Linked DNA regions of Hordeum vulgare: region 2 is linked to region 1. A link is a contact called in public Hi-C data. All regions are on one chromosome and are shown on one strand. Each heading gives the region's core, a stretch centred on a gene start, on an enhancer-like site or on the middle of the called end of the contact. The rest is flanking DNA. Distances are from core to core; before and after follow the strand shown. Region 1 holds the start of LOC123448845 (myb-related protein P-like). Region 2 holds the start of LOC123446568 (a long non-coding RNA gene).

Region 1 (7,537 bases), core at 3,100-5,599:
CGGCTTGGAACAGGGCCGGGACTAAAGGTTAGGCCTTTAGTCCCGCCCCTTTAGTCCCGGTTGGTGAACCGGGACTAAAGCCCCTTACGGGCCGGGACTATAGGCCCTGTCCCCACTAGTGGAGTGGTCTGGATTATCACCGTTCTTGTATAAGATGTGCCAGGACTGACATCGGTCGCCCTCGCATCGTGCAGAAGTGCAAAGGATGATGTGCCCATGCCCCCTGCGCTTAGGATTTAGACCGGCAGGCTGGCCTCTGTGTTGAGTCTAGGAAGGGCTGCGACATGTCGACGTTCCGAGGCCGGGCATGACCCAGGAAAGTGTGTCCGGCCAGAGTTTATCGAGCGTGACGGGGAATATGTGGTGCACTCCTACAGGGATGAAAATTAACTATTCAGATAGCCGTGTCCACGGTTACAGGACGACTTGGAGTTGTGCCCCGATCTTATACAACTACAAGTGTTACTTAACTCGAAAGTTTGCTCCGGGATTGCTTCCTCGCAGGGAGTCGAAGAAGGATCTTTGGGCGTGTCTTTAATTAATATTTTTGCAACAATATGACTGTTATTTGTGTTACCTGTTCTACTCTCGTCTAATGATGCAAGACCCCTGAAGATGCTAGTATTCGATAGGACTAAGCCTTCTCTCTCTATTCTTGCATTGCTGCAGTCAGTCCACATAAACTCCTTTCTTTGATACTGCCCCATATTTAGCATAGTTCTGATGTTAGTGTTGCGAGTACTTTGGATGAGTACTCACCGTTGCTTTGCTTCCCCTTTTCCCCTTGATCCGTTGCTGCGACCAGATGATGGAGCCCAGGAGATGGCGTATCCCGCCGCCGACGACTGCTACACCGATGGTGCCTACTACTACGTGCAGGCCGCTGAAGACCAGGAGTCGTTAGGAGGCTCCCAGATAGGAGGCCTCGCCTCGTTCGGTCGTTGTATCTTTTGTGCTGGACTTTTCTAAAGCATTGTCATGTTTCATGTCTGTACTCAGATATTTGTTGCTTCCGCTGACTCGTGTGTTTATCGAGCTTCTGTATTCTAGCCCTCGAGGCCCCTAGCCTGTAATATGAAGCTTGTATGTTTTATTTATGTCTAGAGTTGTGTTGTGATATCTTACCGTGAGTCCTTGAGCTTGGTCGTACGCATTTGCGTGTATGATTAACGTACGATCAAATCGAGGGCGTCACAATACTTGTGGGATTGCTGATGCATGGGAGTTGGGATACAGATGTTGCATGCTGCTAAATTTACATGATTTTGAAGCATGGAGATTGTTCTGAATCGGCTATTGCACAAATTAGATGCATGATGGATAAAAATAGTCCTAGCCGATACATTCTGCTCATTAAACGATCTAACAACAACATATGCATTATTTGCATCTACATAAGTGAATTGGGTGTTCATATTACCTCTCTAGATTGCAAACACTAGATGACGATCTCTTCGTAGCAAGAATGGGTTGGAAACCGTTCAAAGCTTAGTCCCCAATGGAGTGGTCAAAATGTGTGTTTCCACACGAACACGTCATCGTGTACCCTCGACGCCGGGGGGTGATGCACCGCAGCTTACGCCGAAGGAGACCTGACCGACATCGCAATACGCAAGACAGTCGGCGGGTGCTTTTGCACTTTTGCAGACCCGAAACCCCACACGCCTGGGAGGGACCCCGTCAGGGCGCATGGCGGCTATGGGCTTCCTTAGGTCGGCCTGACCACCCCTAGGGCCTCGTGAATCGCTGCCCTCCAAACAAAGAACTAGAAAGAAGACGAACAAAGGAGATGGATAAAGGTAAAGGTAAAGAGTGGTAGATTGATTTGTTCGATTGTGTGTTGTTCCAATCGGCCGCATCTCCATTTTATTAAGAGGCGGCTGGATTTACTCTACAAGTAAAGGATTCATCTAGGCTTTCCTTGTAAGAAAATGACATTAATTTACGTCCTAGAGTCCTAATTTCAGTCTAACCCGGATTTCCCGACTGAAACTTCAACATGATCTTGTTTTGCCTCTTTAGGTTGCATACGACCTCTTATCGAGACAATATATGTTTGAAAATCAATCGGCTCGACGAGACGAAACTTTTTCATGTTGTAAGTTTTTTCATTAGATGTCGTCTTGAGGGCCGAACAGCTCGCGCGACCCATCGAACAATTGTTTCATCTCTCGCCCCACATTTCACCATGTGGTAAGACCGGATTCAGATGACTACAAATTCTGCATACGACCTCGCATTGAGACGATTTTATATCAAAATTGGTCGTTTCGACGAGACGAAGACAATCCGTGAAGAATACTTTCTCATTTGAGGTCGTCTTGATGCTCAATCGGCCGAATGTCACTCGGGAAGCAAAATTCTAGCATTTTGAATACAGTTTCGGTCCATAAGATGAGATTGGATAACGATGATATAGTCATCAAAATTGTTTCATTCGGTATTGTAAAACTTCTTCCTTGGGAACACCTTTTCATTTGAATCCATCTCAATAATGTTTTCTTCCATATCAACATCTAGTGTCAACGCCCAACACCTCGATCATTAAATCATCATTGTGTGTAATCTTTTCCTTCCAACTAACAACTGGAATAGTGGCACCAAGGAAGAAGAAGGTAAACGATACGAGTCTATGAAACTAGATTGACAACAAGAACGGATCGAAGATTGAACAGGACGGAAAATAGAAGAAAATGATATAGAATAATGGCTGGATGAAGTATTATGATATACCCCTCGGTCCTATAATATAAGAGCGTTTGTTATATTAATGTAAAAACACTCTTATACTCCCTCTTTCCGAAAATACTTGTCCTACAAATAGATGTATCTAGACTTATTTTAGTTATAGATACATCTATTTTATATATTTTTAGGACAAGTATTTCCGGACGGAGGGAGTGTTATATTATGGAATGAAAGTAGTACACACCGGATACTGAATTTTCCTCTCTTTTCAGGCAATTTCAACCCAAACAAGTTTTTGAATCACGGCACACATCAACGGTCATGGGAGGATGTAGAGCTGCATGTCTCCGCACCTGCGTGTCCACGCGAATTTCCGTCGACCATGATGAATCTAGGTGTGCAGGCCCGTCTCGAAGGTATATACCTCATGTCACTTTCGAGGCATTATACGCACTAATGCAAACGTCACAGCGAGGCATGATACGGAGGGACCGATCGATACGCTGGACCGGGAAGGACACCGAGCGCCGGCCCCGATCGATCGATTTGCCCACCTCGATCGAGCTACTAGAGATCAACAGCCGCAGAGACCGAAAGGGAAGGCTCGGTCGGAACACAGCGTCGTCGATCGAGGCACACGCGGAAATCTTCAGGATTACTCGCCCAAGGCCGAACAGGTCGCCCGGCCCGTTTTTTCTTCCCCGCGAGTACACAGGACAGACACGAACAGCGCAGCTCACGTTGCGTGACAAATCACAGTCGTCGTCATAGCGCAGCTAGCTTGTAGCATGCGTAATGGGAACACACTGGTTATACTGCCCGTGTTTTCCTTTTTGCGAGGAAAAGTACTACGCGTGTTAGGTGCGCGCGTGCGCGTCATGTTGTGTTGCATCAGGTTTGGTCGATGTGCGTATCGTCTTGTGTTGCATCAGATTTGGTTGATGTGTGAATCGTCTTGTGTTGCATCGGATTTGGTCGATGTATTCCGGATCTCATGCTTCGTACAGCAAACGTGAACACTAGGAGATATCTTCCGAATCAATGTATGGAATCATTTTTTCAATACGTACTCCAGTTTCATCTGCATCGCTTTGCCATTTGGCATGCATGCATGGTGATACTCGCTTTATTAACCAAAAAAATACTGTAATGTTTATAGAGATACAAAGTCATTCGTGGATCGGAAAACCATACCAGACGACCAACATGAAGAGATGAAGCATATCTAGGGTAGGGAGCATGTAAGTAGAAGCTCGGGCGGAGAAGATTACGAGCTAGCTAGGAAGAGATGAACCTTGAAGCATATACATCGGAAGCCTTGTTTATATATCTTCTCCATGCAGTTCCGGGATATACAGTAGCTAGTATACGAAATTGTATATCTACGTACTCGGGGCAGCCTGATCTGATGGTAAACAGATACTAGTATTTCGCTTTCCGAAGATCCTCGAGTAAATACACAGTACACGGGGGCCGGTGTGTATAACGATCCATGTGCGCGGACAACGTGGTCGCTGGAGAGGCCGCGAAGAGGACGATGGTGAGGCCTTGCGCCACGACGCCCAAAGGTCCCGGGGCGCCCACGTACCCCTGCCTCCAGCCACACGGCCGCTCAGGCCCCTACTCGGGGCAAAGTTTAATTCCCGATCCTACGTACCAGTAACACCGTCTCCCCGGCCCGGGCCGACGCCTCGCGGTGCTATATTATGGCGCCTTGCCTTGCCGCCTGCGTGGCCGAAGCTAGCTCGATCACCTCCCTAGCTATAGATCAGGGCCGCCAAAGGAAGATCATCGCCCATCCCCTTGATCTCTCACACTAACTCCTTTTGGACGCGAGCGCGGATCGACTACACGTCTACACCCACCGCGCTCGACCTGCTATAGTATCTAGCTAGCTAGCCTCGGCCGGCGACAACGGGCGGTTTGCTCGTGTGTTGGGAGATATATAGGGAGGCTCGTCGTATACAAGGGGATGGGGAGGGCGCCGTGCTGCGAGAAGGTGGGGCTGAAGCGGGGAAGGTGGACGGCGGAGGAGGACGACATACTCGCAAACTACATTGCCCAGCACGGCGAGGGCTCATGGAGGTCTCTACCCAAGAATGCAGGTAAATACTTATGGCATAAGCCCATGCATGTGCGAGCTAGAGCATCATTCATGACTAGTTTAGCTACTTCTTTGCCTGCAGCAGCAGGTACTATATACTTGATTAGCTGAAACTTATAGCACATATTAACTAGGAATTTCATCACTACCATGCATGCATGTATGTTAATCTGTTCCTGCTCCCATTGTATACAGGGCTACTGAGGTGTGGCAAGAGCTGCAGGCTGCGGTGGATCAACTACCTGAGAGACGGGGTGAGGAGGGGCAACATCTCCAAGGAGGAGGACGACCTCATCGTCAAACTTCATGCCACCCTTGGCAACAGGTACGAGTCTGTGGATGCTCCTAATTTCGTTTACCTTTAATTTTAACAGGTAGTAACTCGCTATACACATAATTAATGAGTAATAAAAGTTCCATACCGCATGCATCTATCGGCAGGCGAGCCTTTTTAAAAAAAATAAAAAATGAGAGTCACAGGCTCACAACCACATGGATCATGGATCAGTCCAAAAGAGGTAAGTAAAAATAGTGCTAGTGCATTGACTACTGTTTCTGGCAGCACATGACTTTGTCACCTGCGGTCAGAAACTGGCAACCGTGAAAATGCTCCGATGGAATATGATTAGTAAAAGAGCTCTGTAGGCCGTATGCGTGTACCACAAAATTAGACGACATCCGACTGTTTAGGTCGAGAGTTCAGATATCACATCCAGTATGCTACTGTACATAAACTTGTACTACAACGTCCGACAGTTCGTGTTGAGAGTTGAGGCATCACGTCTAATACGCTACTATACATAAATCATGCTGTACTGCTCGTCTCATGACTGAGAATTAACACATGCGTCACTTCGTTTTCTCGTCCGTCGTCGTTTCATGTGCTTTTTCTACTGTGCATAATTAATATAATGCTGTCTTTTCTGTCAGGTCACTTTTTAGCTATAGTGTGTTCGTCGCTAGTTGCGTCCAAACCTATGGCGGAAGGGCATGGCGCGTCTGCAGTCTGATCGCTCCTCTCTATCGCCATAAATGCACGAAACCTTCTAGCCTCTAGGCAACACACGCGCGTCCTGCATGGCCAGCCCGGCCCTCTCTGTCAAGAAAGGTAGCCAAGCTCGGTAATTTGTAGAGCGTGGAGAGATACACGTAGGCGGATGCATGGTCTGTCAATGCTTGACTACATATTTGTGTCTTCAGTGCCCGCACGTAGTCCCTTTAACTCCAACACAAACTTGCTTGCCTATAGTACGTAAAAAAAAACTATTTCTTTCCCTTTCTGTCTAGAAAAAAACACCTGCACGGGACGTGATCAGTGATGTATGCTTTCCCGTGTTGAAACGCATATATAACGCACAAGATAGCTACCGCTAGCAGCTAGCCAGTGGGATTTTCAACACCTAGGTCCAATCCCCTTTCTGTCTCTCCACCTAGGTCCAATCAGTGGGATTTTCAACATATGTGTATTCATTAAAAAATATGTTTTTTGCGGGGTCAATTAGAAAATACTGCCATTGTTTTTATTTATTCTGCATATTAGTTTGTACTAAATTAAACTTTATAAAGTTTGATCAAGTTTATAGGTAACAATTTAAACTTTTACAATACTCCTAACAAATATATGTGATATAAAAGTATATTGAATGATGATTGTAATAGTAATGATTGGTATGTGGATGTTAATAATTTGTTACATAAACTTGGTCAATGTTTGACTCGAAACAAAGTTAATATGTGAAGTAAACAAAAATGAAGGGAGTATATATTATTAGTAAAAAGTAAAAAAAATTTATTGCAACACAACAAAAAATATTCTCATGTAAATATTGCAACAATATTACCTCGTTCCAAATAGTACCATCAGATTTGTCGTGCAAACATTTCCATTCTTTTCTGACAATTTGTACCTATAAATTTAAATAATGTTATGAGGAACATATTGAACCACATGATTGTGTCTTTTTTGTGTGTGTTTTTTGTGTGTGTGTCCAGAATAGCATATTTAAGAAAGAAGGGAGTAGATGACTTCAAGGAAAACATATAACAAATATCTCTCTCCACTTTCCAACTAAAAAATCTCCCCCTTTCTAACTTTTTTGGGCTCTCTCTCTCTCTCCCTCTCTAACTTTCATTGCTGATAATTTGAACCAAGCGAAAATACTATCGCTATATGCTTCACGGAAAACAACTTAAATGTTGCAGACACACACACACATATATCTACAGTAAATAAAGGTTGCATAATAAAAAAAATGATATACCACCAATCTTTAGCCAAGTTAAAGTTGCTTCAATTGTCAAAGCCGCTGTTTTCGGTTCCGACTGACAAAGTGGGTATAAACTATAATTTCGCCAATTGCGACATTGTAGCATATCCACTGTCCACATTCCATCACTCATTTAAACTCTCGGGCCTCTCTCATTTCATACGTGTTTAGATGAATGGTTAAATGTATGAAAGAGCTTAGCAATTATACTCCTCAATGCGTAGGTGTGTATCGTCTTGTTGCTAAGCTTTCTTCATTTATTTACTTGTAGATTATAAACTGTGTTTTTATGTAGTGGAGATTATTTCTTCCTGGGTCATGAAGCTCCTCTTTCTCCTACCTGGCGACGTTTTTTTTAATTGCCTACTTCGATAGTCTTACCATCTGCACAAAGCACTATTCTCCTCACGCGAGCTAGCTAGGTTGGTGATGTGTATACCTTCACTAATCTGCTTCACCTTTCACGTCAAGGAAACAA
Region 2 (7,537 bases), core at 3,275-5,774, 230 kb after region 1:
TCTTATCTTTTCTGTGATATCCGGTCCATCATTTAGTATAACCTGTATGTAAGAGTGGTTACATTGAGTTCATATGGAACTACAATGAAGGAATATGCTAAAGGTGAACTATACCATCAACAATTACCATCCAATCAACAATACGCATTGTTTTTAACAATAATTCTCGTCCAATGACAAAAAAGGATTCACTGGTTTTTATCAGCAGTTACCAAATTTCAACAATAAAGTGCATCGCTACAAAAGGTAGAAAGGGAAAACAGAGGTGATATATCCCAATTCGATCTATTTTTCACATGATGCAGAGATAGAAAAATGAAATTAACAACCTGCTGGGAAGCTCCTAGTAGCAGAGGTGTGTGGGCGAGCTCGTTGTCGATGTTTGGCAGCTGAGGGAGAGAGGATTCGCCCGGGTAGTGCAGAGTGACAATTCTGAATTTGTATACTCACAACAACTTGATTTCCAGTTTACCAAGGCATAGCCAATGGGCAACACGCTGGATGCTAACTGAATCTGGATAGGCTAGTAACTTGGTACAGCAAGAAGCTGGATGCTAACTGAATCTGTGACTAGAAACGGTGAACAGAGTGCCAGAGGACATCAAACAACGTGGCGGAGCCTGGCGTTGGCGGGGAGCGGCGTTGGGTTGTTGCGGGGGAGCTTGGACTGCAGGAATTCGGCGTCAGGTGGCGGGGAAGCTTGGGCTGGGGGAGTCTACCGGCGTCCAGCGGCAGGGGAACTTGACCGGGAGGAGCGGCGGGGAGCAGAGTCCGGCGAATCGGGAGTTCAACTAGGGGCGAGTGGCGGTTGCGTGAGATATATGACGGGGAGGCGAGAGTGGCGGCTGGTGCCGAGGTATGGCTGGCGGCGGCGGCGGGAGGACGGGCGGGAGGGCGGCGGCTGGTGCCGAGGTATCGAGCGGTGGCGGCGCTATGGACGAGCCGCTCCAGAATTAACCGATCTAGTTCTAACCTATTTTTTGGATCCCGGATGTGCAAATTTTCTCGTGGATATGAAAACAACTTGAACTAGTATTCTTCAGAAAAGAGGTAATAGCTCAGTGGTACATTAACTGCGCTAAGATAATTTGTGGTCACGAGTTCGATTCTTTGGGGGGTCATTTTTTCAGGTTTTCTACTTACTTAATCTGAAAAACAAACAAAAAACTGCACATGTGATGGATTCAAACAGAGTTCGATTCTTTGGGGCCCCATTTTTCCAGGTTTTCTACTTACCTATTCTGAAAAAACAAACAAAAAACTGCAGATGATGGATTCGAACCAGCTATCTCTGGACATAGATAATAGATCGTTACCACGACGCAACGGTAAGGGTGCTGGTATACTTAGGAGACACTACTTATTTACTATTGCTGGCAGTTTAAATTCAAAATATTCAAACAATTCGGAATTAATTGCGCTATCTCTGGACATAGATAATAGATCGTTACCACGACGCAACAGTAAGGGTGCTGGTATACTTGGGAGACACTACTTATTTACTATTGCTGGCAGTTTAAATTCAAAATATTCAAACAATTCGGAATTAATTGCGCTATCTCTGGACATAGATAATAGATCGTTACCACGACGCAACAGTAAGGGTGCTGGTATACTTAGGAGACACTACTTATTTACTATTGCTGGCAGTTTAAATTCAAAATATTCAAACAATTCAGAATTAATTGCTCGGGATAGATAATTCTTGCGGGGTGGCGAGAAATGCGGTTACTGCCAGGTATCCGAATTTCTCGGGCGGTATCCAAAACCCTGGTTCTAACTTCATATAAAAAATCAATCTCCTACGTATAGCTTGCAAAATACGAGAGGGTATATAGGTCATTCCATGTAGAATTATTAATAAGTTCAATAAATCAAAACCCACGTATCTCGGATGATTAAGGTCCTATTTCCAGCGAGGAGGAACGATTAAAATTATTATTTCAAGATCTTATTACATACAATATATGAATGTCACAAGATCTTATATTATGGAAAGGACGGAGCTAGCCTGTCGAAACTTTGTCCGACTGAGCCTGCGTCGTTGGATTGAATGGCCATCGCAATACATATGTTGAGCCACCTCTCGTCATGCACCATCTCCTTGCACAGCCGCATAGCGACTTGTCGTCGTCGCCCCTACAGCTGCGAACTACTACAACTTCATGGACGAGGATGGTAATAATTGGGTGGTTTTGACACTCGCAAAAGCGGACAGTCGTCTCGTGCCCCGTGACAGCATGCCCGCGGTCGTGGAGAACTATAATATACGACGCCATATGTTATAAACGGTGATGTGATACTAGAATCAACTTATTAAAAATATAAAATATAATATGCTACAAGCACAACTAATTTCAATAGCCTTTCAAGTTGAAAATATAATTATTAAAAGTTTTCTCAGTAGATTCGCATGCTAAAGCGCCTTATAAATCGCCTATAAGTTAATTAAAATTATATAGCTATTTTCTAAATGACCAATAATAAGAAAAAATTTGTGGGGTTCTATAAACGTCTTAAGAAGCGTCTTTAGCCTACTAGTGTTTATGGGCGTAGAGACGAATACAAACAGCGTCTTAAAAAAAGCGACTCTACAAGCCTTTTTTGTTGTAGTGTAGCAAAATTTTCTGCAGGTTCCAACACCTAGCGAGAGAGTAGATGTAACATCTGGCGGGCATGGTCACCGCGCGTGGCAGCAAAAATTTATGTCGGGTCCAACATCTAGCGAGAATGGTTACAACATTTGTCGGGCGTAGTCCCCGTATTCACTGCCCATAGTAGCAAAAAATACGCCGGTTGTAGTAGTGTGGATCACCGATTGTAGCATATTTGGATGCCGGTTGTAGCACCGTTAGTCGTTGGGTGCACATCACTCCCATCAGGTTGTAGAAAACAATCGCTAGTCCCAGCTTATGACGTTGCATGTTGCAGCTTTTTCGGCGCCGCTTGTTCACCGCCACGGTACCACCCTCCCCCGTTGCAGCAAAACAGAGAGTCGATTCCAGCATCCGGTGGCGCTCGTTGTAGCATTGAGATTGTTTGCCGTAGCTTGTCGACGGATCCATCCTAGCAAACCACGGTGACTCATCGCAACTCATCGACGTGTAGTTCTAGCAAGCCGGGGCGGCCCTGTAGCATCCTGCATCATCTTTCGATCTAGCCGCATCGCCGTTGCATCTCACAACCGACGTAGGTCTGGAAAGAGAGCAAATAAAATGGCAGATGAGGGAGGAAAAAATGTGCGGGCTCCGTCAGGTGGTGGCGTCCATGGCGTTCTCGAGAGCAACCCGTGGTTTGTATGGCACGTGGTTAGCGAAAGACAATGAGAAAAGGTTAGCGGAGAAGAAAGAGAATAAGCTTTTAAACCGGAGAGCTCTGCGATGCGTGGATCCAACTGAAAAATATGCGTCTCCGGGGGCCTCTTAATTATGTGGATCAGATGGCGCGAGTGCAACCGACTGAAACGTTCGTCGGTCGTTCGGCCACAAACGTTTGCCAACAAATAAACCTCCAATGACGACGCCATGATTATGGGATAACCCCATTTCTCTCCTTCTTTCTATTTTCTCTCCGCTGAATAAAAAGGAATAAGGCAGAACGTAACGTGAGTCTTCTTCTACCTCTCCCGGCCGTCGCGTGGAGGAGGCAGATGACCGCACAAGAGTGATTTGTAGCTGTTGCCTCGTTCGCGTGGGCTTCTTCTTCAGTCCGAGCGAGCAGTCCGAGCTTTAACCGGACTAGACCGAAGTTTTTCGGTCCATACTTCACGGACCGGACCGGCTATTTTTTTTCGCGGGCCAGGACCGAGCTCGGCGGGACCTAGTAGGCCACGAGGCCGGCCAAAAGCTCGCTCTTGTCGTCCATCCCGAACGATTGGTGAAGGAGAGGCGCATTTCCTATTTGGTGCCACGGGCGCGAATTAACGAGCATTTTTGTTAACTAGCGCTTGTGCCGTTCGCAAATTGGTCGGCCCATCTAGGCGTCGTTTGACGTTTTTTTGATATGTGTATGAACTTATTTAAATATTGATGAACATTTTTTAAATTTCAGGGAATATTTTTTAAGATTGATAAACTTTTTTGAATATCGATGAACTGTTATGAATTTTGATGAACATTGTTTTGGAAATGTATTAGCTTTTTAAATATTTATGAACTTTTTTTCAGTTCAATGAAGTTTTTAAAAAATACATGAACTTTTGTTGAATTTTTATGAAAGTTTTACAAATTTATTGAACTGTTTTAAAATTTAATGAACTTTTTCTAAATTGGATGAACTTTTTTTTCATTTTCAATGATTTTTTTCTTTCAAATTGATGAACTTTTCCTGAAATTGACGAACCTTTTTTAAAGATATGAACTTTTTTTCAAATGAATGAATATTTTTTTAGATCTGTAAATCTTTTTTAATTTCATACTTATATTTTCATAATAAAAAACAAAAAGTAAACTGGATAGCACTCAATGGGTCGGGCCATTCTAGCAGCGCTGCAGGCGCCGGATCATTAACAGCTGCCTGCAGCGCTGCATAGGAGCTCCCAAGGAGAGGCATCCATCAGTGAGTCTATAGGTTTCTTGAAGAATTATTGGGTCTGTCTAAGAAATGAAATCCAAGCCTGCTCAGATCAGAAGGGAAAGAAACCTGAACAGAAAATACATGTGGCTACTCCGGCTGATACTTCGAGTGCCGGTAATCTTTGGTGTACACCCCATAAGGATTTCTGAAACTAAACACCAAAGATTTCTGAAACTAAACATGAGTTTCCTAAAGAAATATACAAGTGCTTGCATTCCGTGTCATGGTGAGTCAGAAGTGTCGTACAAGATGTGTCCAGGGTAACAACTTTTCACCAGTAAGTACATTCTCAGTCGCTATAAGAGTTTGGTAGCTGAAGACTTGGATGATATGATAGATAGATTTAAGCGTAAGGGGGATATGTTGATTAAATGACTTCTCAAACATAGATTTATATTACTGATATTTTTGTGAACGGTCTTTAAAAAAACAGTCCATTCCTGATATTCATGGTAAGCACTTACGATCTTTGAGCCGTCTCAGTTGAAATTGGTACACATTCAATTATTTGGCCTCCTCCTTGGAAATATTGAAAAGAATTTGCACCCGTTTTTTGCTGGACCAGTACGTATCCTTACGAGGCACACTTACAGTCTCCGTTCATGCAAAACAACAGCATGATTTTCTGGGGGAAACCATTAGTCTTTGTTTACATATTTCAGATTTTCTTTTCTTATTTGCAGGTGTCAGATCCTTTTGGAAAATGTTTTGTAGAATAACATGCCAATAAATTTGGCAGGAAATATTTTGTGTGGATGCCTCAGGTAGTTTTTTTTTTGCTCAAACCAATAGGGTATTTTGGCACTGAGCTCTCCAATCAGCACATGAGGGATATGGGGAGGGACTATTGAGACATCCATAAAAATTAGGTAGGAGAATTGCACTATTTCACAAAGTAATAGCATTCCTATAATACTTGTCTACTAAAATATATCTAATATATAATAGAGTGGTTACAATACCCATATAACGTATATACTCATTTCAATTATCTTAAAAATCTCTTGTTTTAACATGTTAGGGATGTGCTAATTTTACATGATAAAGTACTTTCGTCAGTTTATGCTATTAAAAAAAAGTTAGAGGAAAAACGGACACATTTTGGACAACACTTTGAAACTTAAGACCATTAAGTGTGCCAGATTAAATAGTGAAAATATTAGGCGGGGATTTAATGTACATTTATTATGGTACAACTTTATTATATAAGAATTATAAAAGTAACAATATACCGAATATTGCTTTTGGCTCCCGAGCTCACCGGAGGCCTTTAAATTCAAACTTCAAATCAGTGAAAATTTGTATTTTAATGTTTCAAAAAATTCTGAAAAAAAACATAGATAAATGAAGGTATAATACACAAGTGTGTAAATTTTCAGAACAAAATACGTTGAAATGAGGGCTGTGCAAAAAAGACAAATTTGAGTCTGTTTAACACATGTTACTATTCATCATTTTAGACCATGAATTTGTCTTTTTTGTACAGATCATGTTTTAAAGTATTTTGACCTGAAATTTTACACACATGTCGGTTACATCCTTACATACATGCATATTTTTTTTCAGAATTTTTTGAATCATAAAAATTTGAATTTGAATTTTTAAAAAATAAAGGCCTCCATGGCTCCCGGGAGCCAAAACGCCATTCTCACAATATACACCCATGTTTCAAGAATATACACGCATATTGGTACACGACCTCATGTCTATTAGAAAATATAGTCATCAACTAATAGGTTTGTCGATTACTCATCCTTATGTAATATTTATAACCTTTGATAATTAACCTAATGTATGAAATTAAATATCATATATATGTTTGTGTGTATTGTTTATATGAGAATAGAAAATATAATTAGATGATTCACACAATTTTTTCTTCATTCATAAGATTGATCAAGAAATAGCATAATTGGCAAGAGATTCCAATAATGCATCAAATAGGTAGATCGCCAATCTTTGTTGATGTTATTAAACATGGCTAAATCACTCCAGGAGTGAATAGACATCATTGTTTTGACAGAGTTAAACGATAGAATAGAAGTTCAACGATACATTTCATTACTACATGGTGAAGTTACACGAGTTTGCATTTCTACATGTGTACAACTTTAACCTCTATGAACCAAATGCTAGCCGTGCAATTGCGCATGCCACACCGCTAGTTAAACTTGATAAGAAGGGGACCGAAGACGAGTACACTTTAGCTAAAAGGCATCCCCATAATTCGGAGGGTGAAAATCTTGTAGATTTTTTCTTCTAAAAGTGGGTTTGGGGAGGTAAAAACTTTAACTAGTGAAGTGCCCACTCTCTTGGATTACAAGGACTTTAATTATGATAGTTGTTATTTGACTTAATGTATTTCTTTGTTACAATCGATTCTAAATTCACCCAATGCATAATAACAAAATAAGGCTTTTACTAAACATATCGTAGAAGCTATGATGAAAGCCTTAGCAGAAAAGTTAGAATTAGAGACTTCAATTCCAAAAAATTATATGATGAATTGGAACCCACCATTAAAGTTAAGATAAAAAATATGAGTGCAATGCTTTATGTGATTTGGGTGCTAGTGTTTCCACAATTCTGAAATCTCTATGTGACGTGTTTGGTTTTACCAATTTGGAAGAGTGTTTTCTTAATTTGCACTTAGTGGATTCTATTATTAAAAAGCCTTTGAGAAGAATTAATAATGTTCTTATTCTTGCAAATAGTAATTATGTGCCCATGGGTTTTACTGTGCTTGATATTAATCGCAATCCGTCTTGTCCCACAATACTTGGTAGACCGTTTTTACAAACTATAGGTGACGTGATTGATATGAAAGAAGAGAATACTAAATTTTAGTTTTCGTTGAGAAAGGGTATGGAACACTTTCCTAGAACTAAAATTAAGCCACCATATGATTTAATCACGAGGGCAACCTATGGAGCAAAAACTAAAGAACACAATACTTGAATCT

Evidence for each region. Hi-C and Micro-C count contacts between places; a contact is called where the count stands out from the background.
Region 2: a Hi-C map of leaf shows a contact between it and region 1, with 3 times the contacts expected there. The contact joins the enhancer-like site here to the promoter of LOC123448845 in region 1. A contact is called at or near these places in 4 of 6 Hi-C or Micro-C datasets (leaf and seedling) and 1 of 1 datasets of contacts at active chromatin or transcription factors (embryo).

Annotation. Positions count from the first base shown.
Region 1 is chr4H:434,644,250-434,651,786 of MorexV3_pseudomolecules_assembly, forward strand. LOC123448845 (myb-related protein P-like) reads left to right here and starts at 4,350. Exons shown (of 3, transcript XM_045125868.1): 1 at 4,350-4,793; 2 at 4,988-5,117. The coding sequence starts at 4,661.
Region 2 is chr4H:434,872,792-434,880,328 of MorexV3_pseudomolecules_assembly, forward strand. LOC123446568 (a long non-coding RNA gene) reads right to left here and starts at 985. Exons shown (of 2, transcript XR_006631405.1): 1 at 330-985; 2 at 1-42. Within about 2 kb of position 4,525, at least 2 of the 3 cell types and tissues checked have open chromatin away from gene starts, as enhancers often do. A contact at or near this core is called in leaf, where this site is marked.